Regions from separate parts of the Macaca mulatta genome. Here region 2 is linked to region 1. A link is a contact called in public Hi-C data. All regions are on one chromosome and are shown on one strand. Each heading gives the region's core, a stretch centred on a gene start, on an enhancer-like site or on the middle of the called end of the contact. The rest is flanking DNA. Distances are from core to core; before and after follow the strand shown.

Evidence for each region. Hi-C and Micro-C count contacts between places; a contact is called where the count stands out from the background.
Region 2: a Hi-C map of cortical neurons shows a contact between it and region 1, with 2.1 times the contacts expected there. The contact joins the promoter of HDLBP here to the promoter of LOC114671465 in region 1. A contact is called at or near these places in 2 of 14 Hi-C or Micro-C datasets (CD4 T cells and cortical neurons).

Annotation. Positions count from the first base shown.
Region 1 is chr12:146,548,292-146,552,580 of T2T-MMU8v2.0, reverse strand. LOC114671465 reads right to left here and starts at 2,508. Exons shown (of 4, transcript XM_077956539.1): 1 at 2,454-2,508; 2 at 1,737-1,819. The coding sequence starts at 2,508. HDLBP (high density lipoprotein binding protein) reads left to right here. Exons shown (of 29, transcript XM_077958132.1): 3 at 3,546-3,610.
Region 2 is chr12:146,595,783-146,600,071 of T2T-MMU8v2.0, reverse strand. HDLBP (high density lipoprotein binding protein) reads left to right here and starts at 2,240. Exons shown (of 29, transcript XM_077958132.1): 1 at 2,240-2,342. SEPTIN2 (septin 2) reads right to left here and starts at 2,557. Exons shown (of 13, transcript XM_015111559.3): 1 at 2,302-2,557.

The DNA.
Region 1 (4,289 bases), core at 1,259-3,758:
CAACTTGGACATGCCCCAGGGTCGTGGATGAAAAATACATTACGGAAAAATACCGAATTTGGATGAAAGGCTGGGAGGCCGAGGGGGTTGCTGTCCCTTTAAGCCTGTCCCCGCCCGCGGGCCCTCGTGGCCTGTGGGAGGGCCGTGCTGAGGTGGCATCTGCGAAAGTTCCTCCATGCAGGATGGGTGCCGACGTCCAGAACTTGGTGAGAAGTGCGGAGCCTGCCTTCTGCTCGCCAGTCGCCTGTGGCCTCTCCTAGATTTCGATCTTGTGATCTTTGCGTGGATCAGGATTTTATTTTCCCATTCTGAACTTTGGTTTGTGGTCTTGAGCAATTTTACTTTTGGAAGAGAAGTCTGGATTTTAGCCGGAGGTTTTTTGATGCCCTCCATACCCGGTCCTGTCTGGTGCTTTAAAGCATTTGCGGGTCTCATTAACTGAGGCTGAAATGAAATTCTTCCTGGAGTATTACTGATAATTATTTTTGAAGACTGTTGCCCATTGACTATGTAGTTGGCAAAACTTATCACAAGGGAATCAACTAAATTACTTCCTCGTTTAAAAGCAAAAAAGTAGAACCCTTCATGTGAAGCCTTTTCTGTTGCTGTCAGAAACCTGTTAAACTTGTGCTAAACTTGTAAGCACCAGGTTTCCCACGTAACACACAGCTCTGTCATGACTCCACGTTTTGCTCTACACGTATTAGGGCGGAAAGGGGTCTTGCTTCCTGCCCTTCTTCATTTAGTTCTAGTTCTGTTTGCTGAAAGTTAAATTCTGAGATGTGACCTTTTTTGCTGTGAACCTTTACACTCTGGGAAACAAAATTAAGTCCAGGTTCAGGATAGTTTGAAGTTTGCATTTGGTGGACCTGGACAGTGATTGATCCGAGCTTCCTATGGGAAAAGTAGTGGAGAGAGGCAGAATCACAAAGGGACTGGGGCCATGTGGGAGGGACTGAAGGAGACAGGAGACAGGGCTCACCTACCAGAAGGAGCCTTGGAGGAGAGTGGACTTGTTCTCCATGGCCAGAAAGGGGAAAGAAGTTGTAGATTTTGTCATAACGAGGTGGAACGTTTACAGCCATGCAGGGGTGATCCGGGCCCTGAGAAGTCCACGAATTTCCTTTCTCTGGTGGTATTAAGAAATTGGATTAGAGTAATACCTGAGGTTCCTTTCAATCCTGATTTGAGCAGTATTGTTAGATCCAATGAGAATCTGAGAAACCAGATATTTAGCCTCTGTTCTTTGGTAACTAGGCCTTCAGATAGCAAGTGGAGTTGCTGGGTGGAGAGCACACTCAGCCTGCGGCTGTCTTGGGGTTGCTGGAAGATCCACATGGCACAGGATTAAACGCTCATGGGTGTTGTCTGTGAAGGCAGAGCCGCTAGCAGGACATAGCAGTGCGGGGTGGACATGGAGCTGTAGGGGCAGCTTCTTAGGTGCTGCTTTGTTGAACCCGAGGCAGGTGGACCCTTGGGCTGCATCTCACTGCATTGGGAGCACAGAAGGAGAATGAGACAGACTTTTAAGAAAATCTCACCCAGAATTTCAGGTGGGGACAGGGTCTGCATTTACATGTGAGTCATCAAATGCTTGCTTAGAACGCATTTTTCAAAAACAAGTTTTTGAGTTGTTTAGATGATACCAGAACCCTAAATGTTAAATGTGTCTCTAGTTGTGAACCATTCGTTAGGAGCTCTGACAAACTGCCATTTGGAATCTGGAGGCTAGGTACCCGGTATCGCCCGTCAAACCAGTCTGGAGTTTTCTGGAGGTCTGCCTTCTGCCTTACCTGGCTGCCTGAGAGTCTCTGCTCGCCTGAGGAACATGAGAGGCTTTGCTCCAGGGTCTCCCTCAGACACAGGAGTAGGTTCCCTTATGTTGAGACTCCTTTCAGTATAGGGTCTGGCTGGACTTGGCTTCTGAAGGGTGTGTGAGTGGTCTCAGAAGAGACTGACACTAGGTACACAGTGGGGATTGGCTCATCACAGCTCTGTGCTGGAGAGTCGGTGTGAGCTGACATGGACGGAACTGCATTTTGCAGACTTGTAATGTGGCTGTCACTGGGCACTGGAGACTTGCCCAGAACCTGGCTTGATAAGGGGGTGGGTGTCTGGATTTAAGAAGTGACATTGGAGCCCGGGACAACCTTGAGTGAGAGACCATGCCAGGTGGATAGTCAGCAAGCAAGAGTGGGAGGGCGGAGGGTGGATGCAGGAGACCAGAGGCAAGTGTCATTGGATACCTGTTGGGGCACCTTAGCCTAGAGTGCCCTGCCCCATTTTGCTCCCAGACTGGCCAGACACTTGGAATCTCAAGGAGCGCTTGCCAAGTTGTGAATGTGCTACTGTGACACTTTGGAGACATTTTCTTACTTTAATCTTTAAAACTTGCAAACTAGAATTTTTTGGTGATGCTTTTAAATGGAATACTCTTGATCAGTTTGTCCTACCTTTCCCCTTCAGTCTTGGGGTACATCTGTGTGTCTGGTGCATCTGGGGCCCCATAGTGTCTCTGGTTTGTGACAGGTTCCCTGTGTGACTCAAGCCCTGTATTTAGAGTTTTTAAAAAACTCATGACCAAGATTAGAATCCGGAAATACCACCAGTCCACATCCTCTGCTGGAAGGGCGAGACCCTTTTAATCCAGTCTACTGGATGCACCCCCGTTGCCATGAACTGCCTTCTCCACTCTGGACCCATGTGTCTCATGGGCAGGATTGTTTTCAGGGTGTTAGTAGTATTCACCAGTTGAGTGGGGCGTTCCTGTTACTGTCATTGCTTTTCCCATTTTAGACACATGCCTCACTCCTGTCAGCAGTTCCACCTTTTCGTGGTTGAGGAGCACATGTGGTCGCCAGCCTCCCCTCTCCAGAGTCCCCTAAGGCGAGGTGACTCACCCTCCTACTTCACAGAGTTCTTGGTCCTCCCCAGACAGCCTTTGAAGGTTCCTTTCAATCCTGCGATTTTATGACCTGGTTTCTAAATCCCCAGTGGATTAGAAAGGACTGAAGGACTTTTACAGGATAACAGCAAGAAGAACAAAGTAACTGCAAAATATACAGAGAATTCTTGAAGACAGTAGCTCTTGGTCACCATAAGCGCTGCAGAGCCCCTGAGGTCCGCATTGTGTTGTAGGTCAGAGCCCAGCACAACAACCCTTCTGGTTCAGCCGTCTAGGGGTTGTGTTGGGTACAGGAAAGGTGATGCAACCATGCAGGAGAACACCAATGGTTTTGTGAGGATTTTACTTCCAAATGGTTAAGTTTAGAAGTTTGGCACTTAGAGGATCACTCCCTCAGGTCCCTGGAATAGTTGTCCTCTGCAAGGTGGAGCTGGTTCAGGTTTTATTGTAATATGTTTTGTTTCAAGCTAATGGTTTTTTTTCTTCTGAGAAACTTGCCTGAATATTGGTGTAACCAAAACATAAGTAATATCTTGACCTTTTCTGATTGGGAGGTAAAAAGATCTGGGTTGTAAAATGTAGATAAGTAACTTTTCTCTGGTTTCCTCTCTCTTCTCTCCCACTTCCTATCCCATACCAGCAAAAGCTGGCAGGCTGACGGAGGCGGCCTCAGGACGGACTTTCTGGCTACCGACCGTTTTGCTGGTAAGTGTGACCCTGTCTGAAGACTTCCTGCCCCTGGGCTGTGTGTGGGACCTGGGAGCACAGGGTTGCGTATTTTCTTAGTCCTGTGTGTACCTTCTTTCTTTATATTGCACCTTCAAGTTTCTCATGGTTCGTCAGAGATGTCTCCATAGCTTCACCTCCCAGCAGGAACCATCTATAGACATGTGCCCCTTAGATGTGTCATCTGGCTTCCATCTGTTTTTAATCTTTTATTTCTTAAATGTGAATTATGTTTATTCAGTATTATCTGAATTGGGGTCTTGCTTCTCTTTAGGATTGCAGGCCTTTTCTTGAACTTGGGGAGAGGTCTTAATTATGTTATAAAAATTATGCAAAATTCGCTCCTTATTACTTGGCCTTGTTGTGCCAGTAAGTGATGCATAGTTGTGTAAAGAAAATGGGTTCTTACTCACTGTAGTAGTTGGGAGCTCACCTGACATTGGGGAGAGGGACGGAGAGGAAGCTAACACTCCTACCTCAGAATGCTGAATGTACCCCAGTTTTCAAATAAGGGAGCTGTGGCTTTCAGAGCCCATATCCTGCTGAGCAATGTGGCTGTGTTAATCTGAGAAACTGTGTGCCCTTGGGCCAGGTTCCCTCTGCTGCGTGAGTGCTGTGCGAGTGCTGCCCCACACCTGGGAAACAGAATGGAGGAGAA
Region 2 (4,289 bases), core at 991-3,490, 48 kb before region 1:
CTTTAATCTTGACCCACAGCTTATTTCTTCCACAGAAGACGCGCATCCCAATACATATAAAAAACCACTTTTCCCAAAACAAAAGATACAAGATGAAGAACATCCTGCCATGTAGAACTCGAAAGGTCCATGATCTCTTATTCAAAGCATCTGGATTCTTTGGGTTTGGGGAAGGTCCATGTTCAACATAATTACATAACACTCCTAACAGGGACTGGGACAGGGATAAGTGGCATGTATGACCACTAACAGAATAGACTATACAAATGGCCTCACCTCAATTCTGCTGCCAAATGAGTTTCGGTGTTCCCTTTCCTCCACACGCGCGCGCACACACACACACAAAACAAAACAACAGCAACAAAAACCCACAACTTTTTCTTTTACAGCAGTTTCTGTATGCTGGTATTGGGAATAAAAAGGGGCCCTGAGTTACATTTATGAATGATAGAGGGAAACCCGGGCCCCTTTCCCTAGGTCACACTGGTAGTTTAAAAGTCAGTCAGAATGTAAATCTAGTCTAATTAAAACGCTCTTGTTCTTTATTCTGGGCTGTGGCACTGGTGAGAGAGATCAAGGTGGAAGTCGCGGAAAAAAAATCAGGACAACCTTTATAGCTAATGAGATCAATGCCAAAATGAGACATAACAGTACACATCGTGAGTTAGGATGCTGGGTGGTGCCAAGAATCCACTAATGGGAGCTATCAAAAAATCAGTGAAAACAATGAAGCTCAAATCAGAAGTATCAAGAATCGGCTTTCATGACCCCTACACCATCATATTTTTCTTTATGACGGCAAAACTATTTTGAAACACTAAATATATCGCCAAGTACTGCGATTTAAGTCATTCGAAAAGTACTTGAGAATCTACTAGGCGACAGACACCAACCGAGGCAATGGGTATGGGTGACAATATTAACATGTGCCCTGCCCCTCACGGTACCAACAGTCCAGTGGACAAACACCATCTGGAACATGAGGCAAACACCTAAGCTTGTCTGGAGGAAATCTAATTTGGGCGGAATCCCACAAGCAGGGACTAGGTAAGGAGAAGGCAGTTAAGGTGGGAGGTAACCAGATTTAAGAGTTTTTGGGCCATAGCCAGAAGTGTGGAAGTTTGAACTACAAGAAGTTCAGTACAGTTGGGTCATGCGTTTGCGTGGACAGAGGGTCTGGGGGTACCGACAAGAATTAGACCGAAAACGTAAAAAACCAACGAGGTGTTATCTGGGCCCGAAGGCCAGGTCACAGTTGGGACTTCACTGGGATTATGGAGACCACAGGTTTGCTTCTCCTCCCCGGACAAACTCGGCGGCCTCCAACCCCATCCCCTACCCCCTGCTGCCTGTCCGTGCCTCGCTGGTGCAGCCCTTCGTCGCCTCTCCTCGCCGAAGGTACCCGCAGGCAGGGCCTAGTGGCTCTCTCCCCGCTTATCCGCCGCATCCAGTCGATGGGCTTGGAGGTTTGGGAGCTGGCCAGTCCTCCACGCCTCCGGGAGGAAATGGCACCGTTAGAAAGACAAGATGGCCACACAAGCGCTAAGTGTTCCTCGGGTCTAAACCTGTATCCTCCCTCCAAGCACCAAACCTCCCGACCTCGGCGGCACTCGACGCCCCGAGGCCCAGAACCGACGACCGCGCAGTGGAATTCCCTTAGGGTCGCCAGGGGGTCACCGGAATCCCCACTCCCGCGCCCGGCCCTGCCCGTGTCGGAGCCACTGTCACCGGCACTAGGACCGCCCGGGACAGCGAAGCCCACGATAGGGGCCGAAGAGCCCGGGCCCGGCCGCCCCTCCCCCCACCCCGCCCCGCCGGCACCCCAGGGCGGGCCGACCACCCCCGGAGGGTATGGGACGAGCGGGGCGTCCTCCGCACCTCCTCGGGAGGGCCGGCCCGCAACTTGTGCCCCCGCCACGGCGGCGTACACTGGCTAGACACTCACCCGCCAAACAGCCCGAGAATAGGCACCGACCGACCGCACCGCGGACCCGCCCAGAGCCCGCGGCCGGCTCACACCCCGTCCCGCCCAGCGCGCAGGCGGATTGCGTCACCGCGTCACCCCGCCCCTTTGCCAACTCCTTCCTGGCTCAGCGCGGCCCGGCCTTCTTCCCCTCCCCCATGCGGCCGGCTTCCGAGTGCGCAAGCCCAGACTCGTTCGCGTTGTCCGCCTCTGCGCAAGCGCCGTGCTCCTCCCACGGCGGTTGGCCATATAGAGTCTGGGGGTGGGGGGGAGGTCAAGCGTAGCCTCTTCTCCTTTACCAAGATGGCGGCTTGTCCCTGTTTCGCCACAGTTCCTACCTTATGAGCTCGGTTTTCTTATGCTAATAAGAGTGGAACAGGTAATGAGAATCTTCGCCTTGCGGTGGGTAACTGGAGTCGGGGGAAGGCCGTTTGTTAGAAGGAGACAGGTGCCCACTGAGGAGGAGAGAGGCGGTCGGGGGAGGGCAGGTGGTGGCGGGAGTGCGGAGCGATCACGGGGAGGGGGAGCCTTCGCCTCTGCTCCTGTCCTCCAGGAAGATGGCGGCAGCACCGAGCTGGGGCGCCGAGGACGACTGGGCGGGGGACGGCGAGCGGCCACGCGAAACTGGTCTAGCCCATCACCGCCGCCGTCTCGATGATCGCGGGGCCTTTCCGGGATTGGCTGCGCGCACGTCACGTGGGGCCGACGGGCCCTGCGCAGACCATCGAGTCGGGCGTCCCTCCCCGGGGACGTGGCCTTCCTGTGCCCGGGCTGGGGCCCGCCGCCCCGCGGGGGAGGGCGGAGCTGGCGCGGCCCCTAGCTTTCTCCTTCTGGTGTGGGGCCCGAGGTGAGACCTGGGGAGTGCCCCGCAAGCCCACGAGCAGCGACGTGGCTCGGGGACGGGAGGGTGCCGTGCCTGGCTGCGGCCTGAGCGGGATGGGCGCGGGCGGCTCCGGCCCGCGGGTTGTGCCCCGGCCCGGGGTGTCCTTCCCTCCCTCCCGCGTGGCCTGGAGGCACTGCCACTGTCCGAGACTCACGTCAAGGCTCGGCGCAAATACCCCTCGTTCAGGAAGCCTTCCTAGGTTTCCCCCGCTTAGAGGAAGCACTTCCTGAGTTCCTAATGGCTGCCCCGCATGGTGTTGGGAACCTGAGCCTTTCTGACACCGTGGCATGTTGCTAGGGTATTTTTGTGCGTAGCTCCTTTGAAAAGGGATTAGGTGCTCAGGGCTAGCTGCTACATATCCTCTCCATTCGACTTAGAAAATGAGAGGGTCAGACTTGACATGGTGTTTGGACGCCATGTAAAATCGAAAGAAGTCGACTTGGACTTTGCTTATTAAACAGTGCTTGTGGTCAAATGAAACGTCTGAAGGAAGGTGGATGAGTCGTAATCTTCAGGAACATGACGATTTGCCCCTCAGTTTTGCGTTTTATGTTCTCAGATTCATAGCTACCCTATACCCTAAGCCCTCAAGCAGTGACTTCACATTTATTTGGTGTCTGCTTAAGGATAATCAGTCACTTTCTTAGCAGGTAACTTCCTTAAAACCCTATTAAGATAGGTTAAGTCACAATTAGGATTTTGTCTAAGGCTCCTAGTAGCGGCACATTGCATAATAAGCTTAATGTTCATTTAGGGAAGCAAATCTGGGATGCTGAAACACTGGATGAAACGTAGTGCTTAGGTTTACATTTTGATTTTTGGACAGCTAAAAGTATCCCTAGGCTAAATTCATTAAGTACACATGATATTAGGATACTTGGCAACAGTATTTAAAAATAGTTGAAAAAGTGTTTGGGTAAGAATTCTTTCCGTCGTTTGAATTGCCGAATCTCTGGGTCTGAAACATCAACCTATCAAGAGTTTTAGACTTGGAGAAAATGGAGCTGGAGCCTATACTGCCTCAAGTCTCAGGGACAGCATTTGAAACCCCGTTAAATAATTCATCATGAGGATTAAACTTTCCTGTTACTACCATTAGTTTTGCTTGATACCAAGCACTGTTTAAGGGACTTAGCTCATCTTATCATGAGTCAAATTAACGTCATTGGGGTAAAAGTGCATTGAGTGTAAGGAGAGTACCTCTAAGACGTAGTTGACCTATGTCCCGTCCCTCAGCGCCACTTGGCTTAATCCAATCCCTGTCACAGTGTCCTCTGTAGTGGGCAAAGCTAACTTCTCAGTGGCCTGGTGGGAGAATTTCTTCTTGAGTAATTAAGTATTTTTCCAGGTTTTGTTGTTTTGGCCTTCCAGTTGTCTAACTTCAGCCTCATGGCCTCACTTCTTCATTTCAATTCAAAAAAATATTTGCTGGAAATTGCTGTG